Linked DNA regions of Sus scrofa: region 2 is linked to region 1. Evidence: chromatin contacts called from public Hi-C data. All regions are on one chromosome and are shown on one strand. Each heading gives the region's core, a stretch centred on a gene start, on an enhancer-like site or on the middle of the called end of the contact. The rest is flanking DNA. Distances are from core to core; before and after follow the strand shown.

Region 1 (7,903 bases), core at 3,579-6,078:
AGCCTGTTTCCTCACCTGTAAAATGGGTTTACCTCTTGGTATCATGAGGATGAAGTCAGTTTAAAATTTGTCCTCTGGAACCTGTTCACAGCAGGTGTTGGCTATGACACATCCACACTAATGAGAAAATGGAGCAGCCCTCTGTTTACCTCTCAGAGGAAGGCAAACCGTTGTTCTGTTTTAGGCAAAAGATGCATTTAAAAATTTTTTACTTTTATTAGAGAAATTTCCCACATCCAGAAAAGTATAGAGACCAGTTTGATGAAATCCCATACACCCATCATTTAGACTAAACAATTCTTAACATCTGCCATATTTGTGTCATCTATTTCTTAAATTAATGTATTTTAAAGGCAATTTGCCTGGTGGTACTTCACCCCTATGCATGTCTAGAAAAATAAGGACATTTTGGAGTTCCCTTGCAGTACAACGAGTTAAGGATCCAGTGTTGTGCCTGATGCAGCTCAGGTTGCTGCTGTGGTGTGAGTTTGATCCTGGCCCCGGAACTTCCACATGTTGTGGGTATGGCCAAAAGAATAATAAAATAAGGACATTGTCCACACAATTGTAATTCGATGATCACAGCTAACCAAATAAAATTTTATTGTTTTAGTTTTTAGACTTTAACATACCTCTCTTTTTTTCAATTTAATTTTTATTTTATATTGGAGTATGGTTGATTACAATGTTGTGTTAGTTTCAGGTATTCAGCAAAGTGATTCAATTATTCATATACGAATATCCATTCTTTTTCAGAGTCTTTCCCCATATAGGTTCTGGCAGAAGACTCAGCAGAGTTCCCTGTGTTATACAGTGGGTCCTTGTTGATTATCTATTTTATATATTGTCATGTGTATGTGTTAACCCCAAACTCCTTAGTTATTCCTCTCCCCAACCTTTCCCCTTTGGATTTCTAAGTTTGCGAGCCTGTTTCTGTTTTGTAAATAAGTTCATTTTTTAAATCATTTTTTTAGATTCCACATATAAGGGACATCATATAATATGTGTCTTTCCCTGTCTGACTTACTTCACTTCATATGATATCTCTAGCTCCATCCATGTTAAAAATTCAAAATCTAATTTAATCTAAGTCAAGTTCGAATTTCCCCAGTTGATGTAGCTGCTTTGTTCAAAGCCAAGATCCAATGAAGGACCCTATATTGCATTTGGTTGTGACATCATCTCTTTCTTTCTTAAAAACATTTTTTTTAATGTGTGTTTTTTTTTTTGGCCAGTCTGTGGCATGTGGAAGTTCCCTGGGCCAGGTATCAAACCCAAGCCCACAGCAGTGACAACACCAAATTCTTAACCACAAGGCCACTGGGGAACCCCCGACACCATCTCTGTCAACTCTGGGTAGTCCTCGTCTCTTTCCTCCCATCCTGTTGATCTGAAAAATTCAGACTGTTGAGAACTCCACCTTCTGGATTTGACTGATGGCTTCTCATGCTGTCATCTCCCATGTTCCTCTATTCCTTGTGTTTCTCTTGTAAACTAACTATGATTCGATTCAAGTTAAACTTGGGGAGCAAGAACACATATTTTCGAGTGCTGTGTATTTCCCATTGTGCCCTAGCAGGAGCTTGGCATCTGCTTGTCTCCCTACTCACCTGCTAAAAGTATTCACTGAACTAAGGTGGCAACAGTATGACGCTTCCATGGGAAAGTTATTTTTTCCCTCTTTGCTTCTAGCAGGCAATCTGTGAGGAGATCGTTGGTGGACATGGTACTCTTCAGGCTCCCATCAACATTTCAGTTAATGGTTTTAGTGTCCATTAATGACTTTTTTTTTTTTTTTTTTTTTTGCCTGCCAATGGCAGCTGAAGTTCTCAGACCAGAGACTGAACCCAAGCCACAGCAGTGACTCGAGCTGCAGTAGTGACAACATCGGATTTTTAACCCTCTGAGCCACCAGGGAAGTCCCATAAATGACTCCTGTCTGCAATGATTACTTCATTAGGGGTTTCAAGGTAGTCATTTTTCCTGTCATCCTTTCAACATTATTGGCTGGCATTTTTCTGTAAAAAGGGCTTTCTTTCTTCATCAACTGGGGCTGGTTTCATGCTGTAAAGCCTTGGTAAGTGAGGAGTTTATACAATTGTCACCTTCAAAGGTGGCAAATATGCTTTGTTGTATTAATATCATTATGGACTCATGGATATTTCTATGTTCACAGTGTCAAATGGCCCAGTTTTTGAAAATTGTGGTAAAAACATATATAACATAACATTTGCCATTTTAACCATTTTTAAGTGCATACTTTTGTGGTGTTAAGTACATTCATATTGTAGGGCAACCGTCCATCTCCAGGACTTTCCCATCTTCCCAAACTGAAACACTGTTCCCTTTAAATACTCACTCCTCATCCCCCCAGTCCCTGGCCTCACCAACTACTTCCTGTCTCTATCAATTTGACTCCTTAGGGACCTCATGTGTGTGAAATCATACGGTATTTATCCTTTTGTGTCTGGCTTTTTACAATGAGCATCATGTCCTCAAGGTTCATTCCTGTTGAAGCCCATGTCAGAATTTCCTTCCTTTTGGAAGGCTGTATAACATTCCATTTTATGGATAGACCACATTTGGTTGTCCATTCTTTCACTGATGGCTACCTGGGTTGTTTCTCCGTTATTCTTTTTTTTTTTTTCCTTTGGCCATGTGTGTGGCATGTGGAAGTTCCTTGGGCCAGGGATCAAACCCGAGCCACAACAGTGACCCAAGCTGCTACAGGGATGATGCTGGATCCTTAACCCGCTGCACCACAAAGGAACTCTTCCATTATTATTATTATTATTATTATTATTATGCTTTTTAGGGCCGAACCCACGGCACATGGAGGTTCCCATGCTAGGGACTGAATCAGAGCTACAGCTGCCAGCCTACGCTACAGCCACAGCAACACAGGATCTGAGCCGTGTCTGTGACCTACACCACAGCTCACAGTAATGCCAGATCCTTAACCCACTAAGGAGGCCAGGGATTGAACCTGCAACCTCATGGTTCCTAGTCAGATTTGTTTCTTCTGTGCCATGACGGGAACTCCCCATTATTTTTGATGCTTAAAAAGTTACACCTGATCTAGTAGGAGGTCCAGGAATGTTGTTTTGAAAATGTCCAACAGTTCACAATCTAATCTAGAGATCATTTCTTAGATGAGTTAATGGTGGTAGCAGGGAGACTGAGTTCCTGAATCTCTTCTTTGCAACAATCGTAGTAAACGTTCTTGGCTGAAAGCTTCTGTTAGAGACAAATTCTGCACACACACCCCCACCCCCAGTTGGCCACACATCTAGTTTCTGATTCCATAAATCAAGAGACCAGAATTTGCATTTCTAGCAAAGTTCCCAGTGATGCTGAACCTCCTGGTTCAAAGACCACTTAGAACCAGTGATCTACTTACATTGAGTTATACGATTTTTTAAAAAATTAAAGTTGTGCTTGCATTAAAGTGGCTGTTTATTTTCTCAGCATGATCTCAAACTTCGCCCCCCCCACCACCTCCACACCCCATGCCCCAGCTCACCCTCCTCTGGACTAAAAAGCATGGTGTTACTCTCTGCAATGACTCTGGCCCTCTTCAGAGTATTTGTGTGGACTTACTTTCATCTTCTCAAAGTTACCAATTTTCTGGTGCTGTTCCTCAGTGCAAAGCACCAGCCAGAACACATAATGAAGCCTTGCCTGATACTTAAATGAGGAGTGGAGTGGGGGAAAAGAAGCCAAACAACACCCCCCCCCCGATTTTCTTTCTTAAAGGACAAACCTGCAGCATATAGAAGTTCCCTGGCTAGGGTTCCATCTGGAGCTACACAGCTGCCAGCCTACGCCAGTCACAGCAATGCCAGATCTGAATGTCATCTGTGACCTATGTTGAAGCTTGCAGCAATGCGCAATCCTTAACCCACTGAGCGATGCCAGGGACCCAACCCCACACATCCTCACAGACACTATGTTGATTCTTAACTCACTGAGCCGCAGTGGCAACTCCCCAAACCCCTGATTTTTAATTATAAGAAGGGATTTTAAATAACTGCATAAGGGACCCCAAATCCCAGGCAGAATGCCCAAGAGACAAGTGGCTTACAAGATCCAAAAAAGATGGGGCAATATGTTTAAGACCGATCTAAACACAGTTTACAAGTCGTGGTGAAAGCATGTCATAGTGGGGAAATTAAAGATGGGGTTTTGGACGGACCGGGATGATAAATCTCGTGGATAAAATGAGAGCCTCTTGTTTACGTAGCAGATTCTGATCTGTATCATTCAAATTAGCGTGAACTAGCATCACACTGTATCTTGATGGTCCCCATTTTATGGATGCAAATTGAGACTCAAGGGAAGAAGGGAGATGACCAGGTGGGCCATGATGTAGATCCAAGATTGGAAAATTAATCTGCAGTTCCAGAGACCAGGGTCATTCCATCACACAGTAGCAACACGTGGCCAGGAAACAAAATTGTCCCTGGAGATCCCTCCCCAGACCCCGAACCCTCCACCAAGGCTACCGCCGCCTGGGGAGGCTCGGCCCAGGAATGCTCCGGGCTCTAAGCAGCGCCCCCTGCGGGCCACAGTGCGCAGGCGCGGCGCGCCCGTCCCGCCCCCGCCCCCCTCCACGTGCGGCGCACACCTCGCGCTCCCCTCTGCGGGGCTCGCCTCGCGCCTCCCTCCCTGCCTCCTCCCGCCCCTCCGGTCCGGGTCTCCCATTGGCTGCGGGCTTCGTCCCTCCGACCGCGGCCCGGCAGGCCCCCGCCAGGCCGGAAGTCCCACCCCTCAAGAGGCCGTCCGCCCTGCCAATTGGCCCAGGAGCCTGTCTGTCGGGGCGGCGGGCCCGAGTCGGCGGCGGGGGCCCGCGGTCGGTGCGCGACCCGGGCTGGCGGTGGTTTCCGGTTCCGCGGGGCTGGCGGGCGGGCGGGCGGCCGGGAGCGGCGGCGGCGGCGCCTGACACACAATGAGGGCGGCGGGGAGGCGCTGAGCGGCGGCGGCGGCGAGCGACGCGGGGCCCGGGGGCGGGGCGGGGCGCCAGCCATGGACAATCAGGTGAGGAACGGCCGCGCAGCCCGCGCCGCCCGCCCGGCCCCCTCCCTCCCTCCCTCCCTCCCTTCCCCGCCCGCCTGGCCCGGCCCTCCTCGGTCCTGTCCTCCCCGCCCCCGCTCGGCGCCCGCCCGCCCTGCTTTGTGCGCGCCCACTGCTCCCCCGGCCTTTATGTGGGGCGGGGGCGCCCTTCCCCCACCTGCGACCCTCAGCGGGTCAAAGCGCCTCGGACTACCCTGGAAGCCCCGGTCTCCCGCTGCCCAGAGCCCCCTGGGACTGCCCTCGGAGCCCCGGTCCGTCCCAGATCCCCGTGGGACGTCCCTTGTGACCCCGCTTTAGCCCAGAACCCTTTGGGACGCTCTTCGGGACCCCGGCCTGGCCCACATCCCCCTGGGACGCCCCTTGTGATTCCATTCCGACCCGGAGTCCCCTGGGACCTCTCTTGGCACCCCCGCCCATTCTTGAATTCCCGCAGCCTCCCTCCCCGCAGGGGACCCTTCATTCCTCAGATCCGGTCAGTCCCCCGTTCCTCTCTGAACCTAGGGCTGGTTGGTGTCTCCTTCCTCCTCTGGACCCTTGGCCCCCGGTCCCCTCAAACTTCCTGAGCCCCCCAGCCTGCTGCCTCTTCTAATCATTCAGCCTTTGCTGGGGTTTGAGTCTCCCCAGAACTCCTGGGACCTTGATCTGCAGCCTCTTCCTTTCTTGAACCCAGGCCCACCCTAACCTGTCCTCTAGTCCTTTTTCAGGCCTGAGCCCTCTCTCCCCTCTGATCCTGCCCCTGTCTCAGCCTGAGCATCACTTTCTCCTCAGACCCTTTTCCCATCAGGAGCCAGGCCTGCATTGAACATCCCCCTTTTTGGACCTAGGCTTGCTTCTTCAGATCTTTGACTCACTCTGCTGCTTCAGGGTTTCAGGCCCTGGTCACTCTCCCTTGGACCCAAGGGGCTGTGTCTTCACCTTCAGATCTTCTCTGTGATCGGGCCCATGGGCCATTTCTGCTCTGACCTGGAGCTCTAACACCCTTGACACCAAATGCCTTACTTCTCTCAGCTTGAGCCTTCTTTGCCTCTGTGACTCTGATTTTTTTGCTTCCCTACTTTTTTCCCCACCAGTGTTGAGCTCCTTGATCTGTCTCCTCTGACCTCAGTTGTCCTCTCTTCACAGGCCCAGTCTCTTCAGAACCCCTGTTTCTCTTCTTAGGTTCAGGATCACCCCCTTCCTCCCACCATCCACCAGTTTGATGCTGTGGCATTGACCACTGCCCTTTCCCTCAGCACACCCCATTTCCCCTGCCTTCGCCAGCATCTTGGAGCCTCCACCAAGAACCTTGCTGCAAACCTTGGGTGTTCCCCAGCCTCCATAAACTCTCCCCACAGCCCCTCTCCCTTTGATCTGGAAAGCCAGAGCCAATCCTGGTAAAACCCAGGTCATTCTCCTCTCTGGTACCCAAGCCCCTTCGCCTCCTCAAGCCCAGGACCATTGGCTCATTTACCTCTTCATCCTTCCCTGCTGCCCCTGAAGCGGGGGCGCCAGGCCAGGAAAGTCGGTGTGGGGCTGTGGGGGTGGCAGCTGAAATCTCCGCCGTGAGCGTTAGTGAGGGCAGGTTGGGGCGTCCCTCGCTGCTGGCGCCACTCTGGCGGCCCTGTCTGGTGAGGCGCTGTGTGGCAGTCGGGGTGCAGGGGTTGAGGGTGGGGTGGGAGACCTCTCCCCTGCCCATCCTGGCCGCCTGAGATGGTGCAGGACCATTGAGGCCTGTGCTCATGGCACCCCCTCACCATGATTTCCCTTTAGCCTTGGTGCTCTACCTCTTTCTTGGGAAGAAGAAATGGTTTATGGCAGTGGAGTGGTGGATTTCTCCAGTGTGGTGTGTGACTTCATTTCCCCTGAAGGGACAGAGCTTGTCACCTCCAGTCTGTATTAAGAAACAAGACAAAATATACCCTCGCTGTCCACTTTTAGTGAAGCCTGCCCCTGGGAAAGTCTTGTTGGGCACCACACAGGTATTGAATGTAGCTCCCGCCACTCACCCCACTGCTGGTCCCTGGGAGAGATGTCAGGCCCAGGTATGTCCTTTCCCCTTGTGTATTGGGCCCTGGCTGGCTGGGCGGTTGTCATCTGTGCAAGTGGAGAGGTGGGGAGGGGCGGCCTTCCCGCTTTGTGATAGTCTGGGAGACAGCAGCCTTACTGGGGCAAACTGGTGAGCACCCTGGGCCCAAGAGAGCCGTCTTGCCACTGCCTGGTGTGGCAGGCGCTAGCGCTTGTGCTTATTTAAACTTGGGCGAACCAAAACACAAAAAAATCAGTTCTTCAGTCGCACCAGCCACATTTTAGTACCCAGGAACCGCCCCTGTTGAGGTGCTGGTCACCTCCTCTGGCAGTGCAGAAACACCTCCATCATGGCAGAAGGTGCTCCTGGACAGTGCTGGTCTGGCTCCTTGCACATGTATTTGCAAGTGAAAGTGGTCCCAAAGCCAAGTATGTGCCACCATGTAGTCTAATTTCCCATCCCCGCCTGTGTTCTCATGCAAATTTGGGAGAGGCCCAGGGCTCTGGCCCTTCCTCACAGGGACAGCAGCCTCTGGGGAGGCAGGAGAGAATGGTTTCTTTTATCCAAGTAGGTGAGCAGGCTGTAAGCAGTCCAGGATGACTTCTGGCAAGAGTGAAGCGCTTTGAATCCAGCAGGATCATGCATGGCCTTCTTTTCTCCCCCCCAGGTGCCCCAAACCCGTCACTGCCTCAGTGGGATGGGGAACGACAGGGCTTTCCCCCTCCCTGAGGCCCGCTTGCTTGGGGAGACTCTGATTCTCTTGACCTTCCTGTTTTATTCTCTAGAACTTTCAGGCTCAGCTGAGAAGGGGGATTCTGCCTTTTG
Region 2 (7,903 bases), core at 2,979-5,478, 66 kb after region 1:
CACTGGCCTAGGGCAGTTGACATGTGGCCTTCCCCCAGAGTTGGTTGAGCTTAGGATGCTTCCAAGCCTTTGGAGTGAGCCTGCCTCCAGGATGGCTCTGCGTCCTCAGCCCCCACCCTAGAGCACATGCCACCTGGGCGCCAGGTTTGCGGAACAGGCAGATCAGGGTTCAGCCGCCTGATCTGGGTCCGGCCCCTCCCCCCTCCTGGCCTCAACAGCCCTTTTTAAGGGTGGGTCCCTGTGTCGGCACCTGGCGGGCAGGGAGGCCGAGCAGGTGCTTGTGGTGGTTTTGTGTTGCTATTGCTGATGGTTGGGGCTGGGAGATGGCCTAGGAGCTGCACCCAAGCCAGTGCTCTGTGGGCACCAGGGCTGGAGCGAGGGGCAGGATGACTCTTCCAGGACAGGACTAAGGGCAGCAGCTCCAGCCTGTGGGGCTGGCGACCTTGAGCATGGATCCTGCTGGTCTTTGAGAGTGGATCCTCAAAGGCAGGAGCTAAGGGGCCAGTGACTGGTGTGCTGCTCTCAAGGGGAGTGGCTGCACATTGTGTTGGGGGCTGCAAATCAGAAGGCCTTTAGCTCCCATTCTAGGGGTGGACATGGGTGGGGGGGGGCACCTGGGAGCCATGTCCCTTGTCAGGGAAGGGGCGACAGACACAGGCCCTGACTGATGCCCAGCTGCTCTCAGCAAGGAGGCCCAGGCTTCGCCATTGCCCCCAGCTGCCGCCCAGTAGACGCGGGGCTGTCAGGCTACTCCTGGGCCCCGCTGACTGGTAGTGTCACTTGGGCAACAGGGAGACAAACTGGCTACCTTTGCCCTGATGCTGTGCAGCTGAGAGGCCAGGGAAGAGCAGAGGGCCTAGAGCAAAGGAAATGGCTAACCCCGGCCTGAGGCTGTGGCCGTCATGCTCCCTGGCACTGCCACTGTGGTAAAAGCCGTTTCAGGCAAGAGAGAGAGGTGGTGGCAGCAGGCAGGATTTATCTTGTCATGGTGCAGTGACAGGTCTCGGGCTCCCCCTTTGTGAGCGGAGCCCAGAATGTCCCCGAGGGACCAGGGATCCCAGAAAGGTACTCTGCTTGAGGGTAGCACTGGAGAGGAGCTCTCTCTGCACTGCCCAGCTGGGCCGTGAGAAATTCTGGAACAGCACAAGGAATGGGCTACCACTTGCTGTGGACCAGAGGAGAGGCTTTCAGATTCCAGCTAGCTGGGGGTTGAATGTGGAACAGCCACGCCCTTCCCTCCATGAGGCTTGTGGCCATGTGGCCTCCCCGTGCACTCTCAATCCAGCCTGGGCCCTGCCCCAGGAGCCCAGAGTAGAGCCACCACCAGATACACCCTGTTCAGGTTCTGGCCCCGCCCAGGCAAACGTGGATGTCACATGGAAGCCTACATCCCTCCTGTGGCATGGGGCTCAGGTGGAAGGCCGAGCTGCTCTACTCGCACACTAGGTGTGGAACCTGTGAGCCCGACTAGCTTGCCTGGCCACCCGCCCAGATTCTGGCCCAGGGACCACACCAGGGCTGGAGAGAAGAGCCCGTGTGCTGATCCGTGGGCTCTTTCCTTTTTTTTCTTTTTTTTTTTTTTTTTTGAAGTTGGCAGTGGATGCCCAGAGCAGGGTGAGGTGGGTCTCCTGAGCTTTACAGGGGCACTGCATGCTCCTGGCCCTGGGGGCCAGATCTGTCCCAGAGCCCAGTGTGGTATTTGCTGGGTGGGGTTACCTTCCTGGAGCCGAGGGTGGCAGAGGTCTGACAGGGTGTTGTGTCCATGCTCAGATTGAGCTTCAGTGACAGCGAGAGTGACAATAGCGCAGACTCCTGCCTGCCCAGCCGGGAGCCCCCTCCTCCCAAGAAGCCGCCCCCACCCCACAGCAAGGTAACTGCCCAGCTGAACCCAGCCCCGAAGAGGTGGGGCTGGGGACTGGGCCTGGGGTTCTCCAAGGGCCTGAGGCCGAGGGTGGCGGGTGCAGAGGGACGATGGTTCACCCCCAGGCCCCAGATGGGCTGCCCTTGGAGTCGGGTGAGGGTCCAAAGAGGGAGGATGGGTGGGCCTGGGGCCCAGAGAAGACAAGTGCTCACATATATCCCACTTCACCCTGCAGGCGTCAGGCCGCCGGAGCCCAGAGCCCTGTAGCAAGCCTGAGAAGATCCTCAAGAGGGGTGCCTATGACAAGGTGGGGGGCGGTGGTGGCATGTGCAACAAGGTGGGGGTTGGTGGGGGGCAGCTGCCTGAAGATGATGTGGGTATGACCACAGGTTGGGGCGGGGGGTGGGGGGTGCGTGTCCTGGAGGGCAGGGTGACCTACTGAACGGGCCTCTGCCACCCAGGCCTACACGGACGAGCTGGTGGAGCTGCACCGGCGGCTGATGGCGCTGCGGGAGCGTAACGTGCTGCAGCAGGTACTGGACAAGCCCTCCCCGGCACAGCATCTCAGAGGAGTCCCGGGTGGGGTGCCCCTGCGGCCCAGGGGCTGCTGGACCCTGTTGGGTTGCCCCAAGGAGCCACCCCCTCTTTCTCAAGGTGCCCTGTTCCCTTAAGCCACTCTGTCACCACCTTTCAGATTGTGAACCTGATCGAGGAGACTGGTCACTTCAATGTCACCAACACCACCTTTGACTTCGATCTCTTCTCCTTGGACGAGACCACCGTGCGCAAGCTGCAGAGCTACCTGGAGGCTGTGGCCACATGACCCTGGGCCGGGTGCCAGGCCCTGTCCCCAGGGTCCTGGGAGGCCATGACCGGGCCCTGCCTTCCTTCCTCTCTCGACTTGCCCACCCGCAGCACTGCCTTAGTGACCGCCCTGCCCTCGGCCCACATGGCCAGCTGCACTTTCCTCGTCGGGAGCCCCAGGGCCGAGGGGGGCCAGGCCTGCACCACTGCACCACTCTCAGGGGCCGTCACCTGGGCCCCCTTGGGAAAGCAGCTTGAGTTGAAGGCAGTGCCAGGCCTCACTCCTGAAGGGGAAGAAATGTGCCCTGCAGTGGGGGCCTCGATTCATAGTGGGGCATGGGGCATAGCTCCACTGCCGCGGCCCCTCTGAGCAGCTGGGGCACTGCCTCCAGCCTCCACAAACGGTTCAGAACACACCCCCTGCACCCCAGGACCTCCGAGGGCTCCCACCACATCGGGGCAGCCCGGCTCATCCTCTGTGTGAGCCAGACACAGTCCCTCGTCGGCTCTCACTGTGCTGGGGCTCTGTGCTGTATAGTTGTCTCTATTATATATATATGTATGCACTGTAGGTACCAGAGCGGTTTCCGGGTGTGCGTTTCCGTGGCAGCAGAGCACGTGGGGGGTGGGGGTGGGTGTCAGATGGGACTTTTAGGTTAAGATGTCTCCACTGGTCTTGTCGGGCTGAAGGCGAGCTGGAGCGCCAGCTGGCCCTCTCTGGGTGCCGGGAGGAATCCTCCCTCAGTGGTTCCAAGGACACCGCCTCGCCCAGGCCGGAGAGCACTACAACAGGGCAGCAGGTGCTCACTGCCCGGGGTCTGTGTTCCCGGCCGCCTGGTCAGACTGGCGCTGTCCCCAGGAGTAGCCTGCCCGGGCCCCAGCCAGCCGCGGGCCGTGACTGTGTTGGCGCCCTGGGATCGCCCTCCTCCTCCTTCCATAGGATCCTCTTCCTTCTGTTGACTGAATCTTTGAACTTTGAAAAACAATGAGCTTTTGCCAAATAAGACGGGATAGTTTGTGGAGTCTTTTGAGGAGCATCAGGACTCAGAGCCAGCCCCTCGTGCCTGGGCCCGGCCAGTGGCGGGCCCTCCCACCCCTGCGATTCACACCAGTCCAGGGCTGGAGACCCGACTCCTCGCACGCCTGAAACTCTCCAAGGGCCAAGCCAGCTCCTCCTCCCGGCCAGAACACCCTCGAGGGGTCAGCCCACCTTGTGTGGGGCTCCTGGGGGCTGGGTGCCTGTCTGCTCCGCCTGTGTTCCCCCAGACCTCTACTCAAGGCTCCTTGTCCCCATCAGCTCTGGGAGAGGAGGTCAGGGCTGGAGCCGGGCTCACCTTCTCACCCCAGTTTGTGAGTTCCCGCATGGGGCACGCCCAGCTCCCCTCCCCTGTGGTCCCTGACTCCTGGCCCTGCTCCAATTCCGTCTGTCAGGCAGACGCCGAACACTCCCTTGGGAATCCTGCCTCCAAGGCCTCCCCAAACGCCAGCCATCCTGGGAAGATCCCAGGACTCTGGGAAGGCCAGAACTTTCAGAGGAAACAGCCGTGACTCCTCGCCATCTGCTCTGATTCTCTCCTGACCCCACTGCCTTGAGGTATTAGGAAGAGGGCAGGCCTGTGTGGCAGGCTCTGTGCTGCCACCAGCCCCTTCCCCAGGCAGGCCAACAATACTCCAAAGTGGGGCACTTTCTTCTCTGGAAACTAAGACATTGGACAGAAAGGACTGGCTTAGGGGCAGCAGCTGCCTGGTCCTCTATGCACAGAGGCCACCAGGGGTCACGGGCAGGCGCCTCAGCCCAAGGGCACTAGTCTTTCTCCTTCCAGGATCTCCTGGGAAGGGCTGCAGGCCCTCCTGACTTGGTGACTCAGGCAGCCCTCTGCTCAGGAGCCGGGCTTGCCCCCAGAGACAGCTAGAGGAAGGCCAGGCTCGCGGGCCTGCCCTTGGCTGCAGCAAGTATCTGGCCCTTCCTGCTGTTTCCAGGGCCTCTGGAAGCACCGACCCATTTCTGTTACCTCTTCTGGCCAGAAAGCCCCAGCATTGTCCTCCGGAGCTACTCTGGGCTCAGTGCTGGCCCTGTGACCACCTGATGGACATGCCAGGCAGCCAGGGCCCCAACCACGGCATTTCCAGCTGCTCCCCCAACCCACCCACAGCTGCCCGGCAGCTGGGCCCACCGGGGCTCTGGGGACACTTCCATAGGAAGGGGCCAGCACTTTGTGACTGCCGTGTCTTTAGTGTTAAGCCCCCTGCCCCCAGTGCAAATCCCTGTGTTTTGCTATCTCCTGAACAAAATGTAAACCGACGCCTGAAAGCAAGAGGTATCGAATACCTTTCTTACCCATAAGGGTTTTCTACAAAGAATGTGTCTCACTAGGAACTGGGATACTCATTGGCCGAGACCAACTCCTGGATAAAAGGAATAAAGGAGAATCGTGTTTGTAATAAGTTACAGGATTGTTTCTGTCCTGGATTTTAAACTTTTTGTTAAATTGTGAAATTATGGAGGAGTTTTATAGAAAAAAAAGTGAAATAAAGTCAGATGGGAAAGCAGACCTATGTGTAGAGCTTCATGCATCTCCTTGGTTCTCCCTTTGTGGAGTTGATGGGTGGAGGCATAAAGTAGCATGAGCACCTTGTCTCCTCTCCCTGTCCCAGTGCTTCCAGATCAATGATCAAGAAGAAGGGAGAGGGTTGGACCAAGCTTACTGGGCATGAGGAGTGGGGACAGGGAGTGTGAGCAAGGTTGGCATCCTGGAGGAATAGAGATGGCACCACCAGAAACCCAAGAGGTGCAGGATGGTGGGGAATTCAGTATCTGGGCATGATTTTGATGGTGTATTCCTTCTTGCAAGCAGGCAGCAAGTTCTGGGTTGAAAAGCAAGCTTGACTTCACAATATGGATGAATGGGGTGGGGGGTGGGGGCACGGATGGATGGGTAGATGGAGGGATGATAGCCAGATAGAAAATGTGGGCAGGAGTTCTCGTGGCTCAGCAATAACGAACCCAACTAGACTTCATGAGGATGCGACTTTGATCACTGGCCTCACTCAGTGGGTTAAGGTTCTGGCATTGCCATGAGCTGTGGTGTAGGTCACAGAGGTGGCTCGGATCCCACGTTGCTGTAGGCCGGCAGCTGTGGCTCCAATTGGACCCCTAGCCTGAGAACTTCCACATGCTGTGGATGTGGCCCTAAAGAGGAAAAAAAAAAGAAAAAAGAAAAAGAAATGTGGGCAAAGACATCCTTTGCCAGGGACCAGGGTGCTTGTCTGCCACTTTGTCCATGGTGAGTTTTGGACTTGGTTTGGCAGAACTGAGTGAATCCCAAGGAGACAGCTCTCCCAGACCTTGTCTAAGCAGTCTAGTCCACTCTGTGGGCTCCATCCCCAGCAGAGGAGCAGAAGTTCCATTCCTGAGTGGTCAGCATCACAGGCCAATACCCTCTGGCCACTCTGCCTGCCACAGCTGCAGCTAATTAAAGCCACTTGGGGAGAGAACTGGCCACGCTGGGGTACTCTGGAGCATTTCTTCCTTCTCGTTAGTAGCCGGGATTTGCATTTCCTGACGTCAGGGCCGTGGCCTCCCTGCCCTGATCCTTCCTAGCAGAGTAAGACTCTGCAGGCCTCTGGGGACAGTTTCTCATGTGAGCTCCTAATGATGGACACAGAGTGAGAGAGGGTTAAGAGTGGTTCCCACGGCTCCCAGACCCCCAAAACACAGTGAAGGAGGACTTGTGTGTAAAAATAAAATAGGGCTCACTATGGGCCAGGCACTGGCCGGAGAGTGGCCTCACAGATTTCCACAAACACTCAATGAGGGTAGGTACTGCCATCAGTATCCTCACTGACAGATAAAAGTCTCCAAGTGTTGTCCCTCCTATGATACAGCGAGTGGGCACATTCCTGAGACTCAAGCCCAGGTATGTGTTAATTTTGTTGCTTACAGTCAATAGTTCTGTGTATTTACCCCCATAATCGCCTCTCGGGCTGCTTTTCTGTGTTTCCATCAGGAATCATTTTCCTTAAACCTGAAGAATTCTTACTAGCATTTCATCTAGTGCAACGAGGAACTCCCTCAGCTTTTTCCATCTATAAACGTCTTTGTTTCATCTTTTTTCTGTAAGGATATTTTTTAAATGATTTTTATTTCTTCAGTTGTGGTTGGTTTACAGTGTTCTGTCAATTTTCTACTGTACAGCAAAGTGACACACTCACACATATGTATACATTCTTTTTCTCACATTATCCTCCATCATATTCCATCACAAGTGACTAGATATAGTTCCCTGTGCTACACAGCAAGTAAGGATATTTTTGCTGGGTATGTTTTTGCTAGATTGTCTGGTATGTTCTTTCCCCAATTTCAACTTGTTGCTCCTTTGTCTTTTCAACTTGTTTCCATTGTTTCTGTGAAGTCAGCTATTCAGTCTCAATGTCGCCCTGTTGGGAACCATGTGACTTTCATCTCTGGTGCCTTTTAAGATTTTTTCTTTGTCTTTTGGTTGGAAACAGTGTCATACATTTTAGTGATTTGTTTATTTAATCAAGATGACGTCTGTGTCCCTTTTAAGTGTTTTGGCCTTTAGTTTTTTTTTAATCTTTTTTTTCCCCTCAAATGTTGAATTTATATTTTGGCGATGCAGGCACAAGAAAAGTCTGAAGTTTCCAAGGGCAAGTGCACAGTGAGCAGCAATCCTCATTCCTGCTGCTTTTCCTTCTCCACTTTCTTATATAGCTCTGGAGAGCCATCTGTACACAAGACTCATACTTCCTTTATGAGTGGTGGCCTACATGCATCCTTTTTTCTTAATATATCTTGGAGTTCATTCCAAATTAACATGTTATATAAACGTGCCATAATTTACATAACTAGTCCTGCTGGTGGGCATTTATTTTCCTTGTTTATTTCCATGACCACACAGCTACACACGTGAAGATGTGTGCCTGCTTCTATGATAACAGCTTTGGCAGTAGACATGCCCATTTTCTACCAAGTTTCTTGGTGTTTGTGTCTATGTGCTTGTGTATGTGTGTGTTATGTTTTTTGTTTTTGTTTTTGTTTTTTTTTGCTTTGCTTTTTAGGGCCACACCTGAAGCATGTGGTGGTTCCCAGGCTAGGGTTCCAATCAGAGCTACAGCCACCAGCCTGAGCTACAGCCACCAGCCTAAGCCACAGCCACAGCAATGCCAGATCTGAGCCGAGTCTACAAACTACACCACAGCTCACAGCAACGCCAGATC

The links. A called contact is a pair of places that touch in the nucleus more often than the background predicts.
Region 2: a Hi-C map of retroperitoneal adipose tissue shows a contact between it and region 1, with 1.7 times the contacts expected there. The contact joins the enhancer-like site here to the promoter of MLLT1 in region 1. A contact is called at or near these places in 2 of 5 promoter capture datasets (fetal liver and liver), 24 of 47 Hi-C or Micro-C datasets (adipose tissue, alveolar macrophages, blood and 14 more) and 1 of 2 datasets of contacts at active chromatin or transcription factors (skeletal muscle).

The regions. Positions count from the first base shown.
Region 1 is chr2:72,776,122-72,784,024 of Sscrofa11.1, forward strand. It overlaps MLLT1 (protein ENL), which reads left to right and starts at 4,829. Exons shown (of 11, transcript XM_021083993.1): 1 at 4,829-5,037. The coding sequence starts at 5,026.
Region 2 is chr2:72,842,478-72,850,380 of Sscrofa11.1, forward strand. MLLT1 (protein ENL) reads left to right here. Exons shown (of 11, transcript XM_021083993.1): 8 at 1,771-1,870; 9 at 2,097-2,168; 10 at 2,323-2,394; 11 at 2,556-5,217. The coding sequence ends at 2,684. Among named protein-coding and RNA genes, the nearest start is that of ACSBG2, 64 kb to the right of the region's middle. Within about 2 kb of position 4,229, at least 3 of the 83 cell types and tissues checked have an H3K27ac peak or open chromatin away from gene starts, as enhancers often do. A contact at or near this core is called in retroperitoneal adipose tissue, where this site is marked.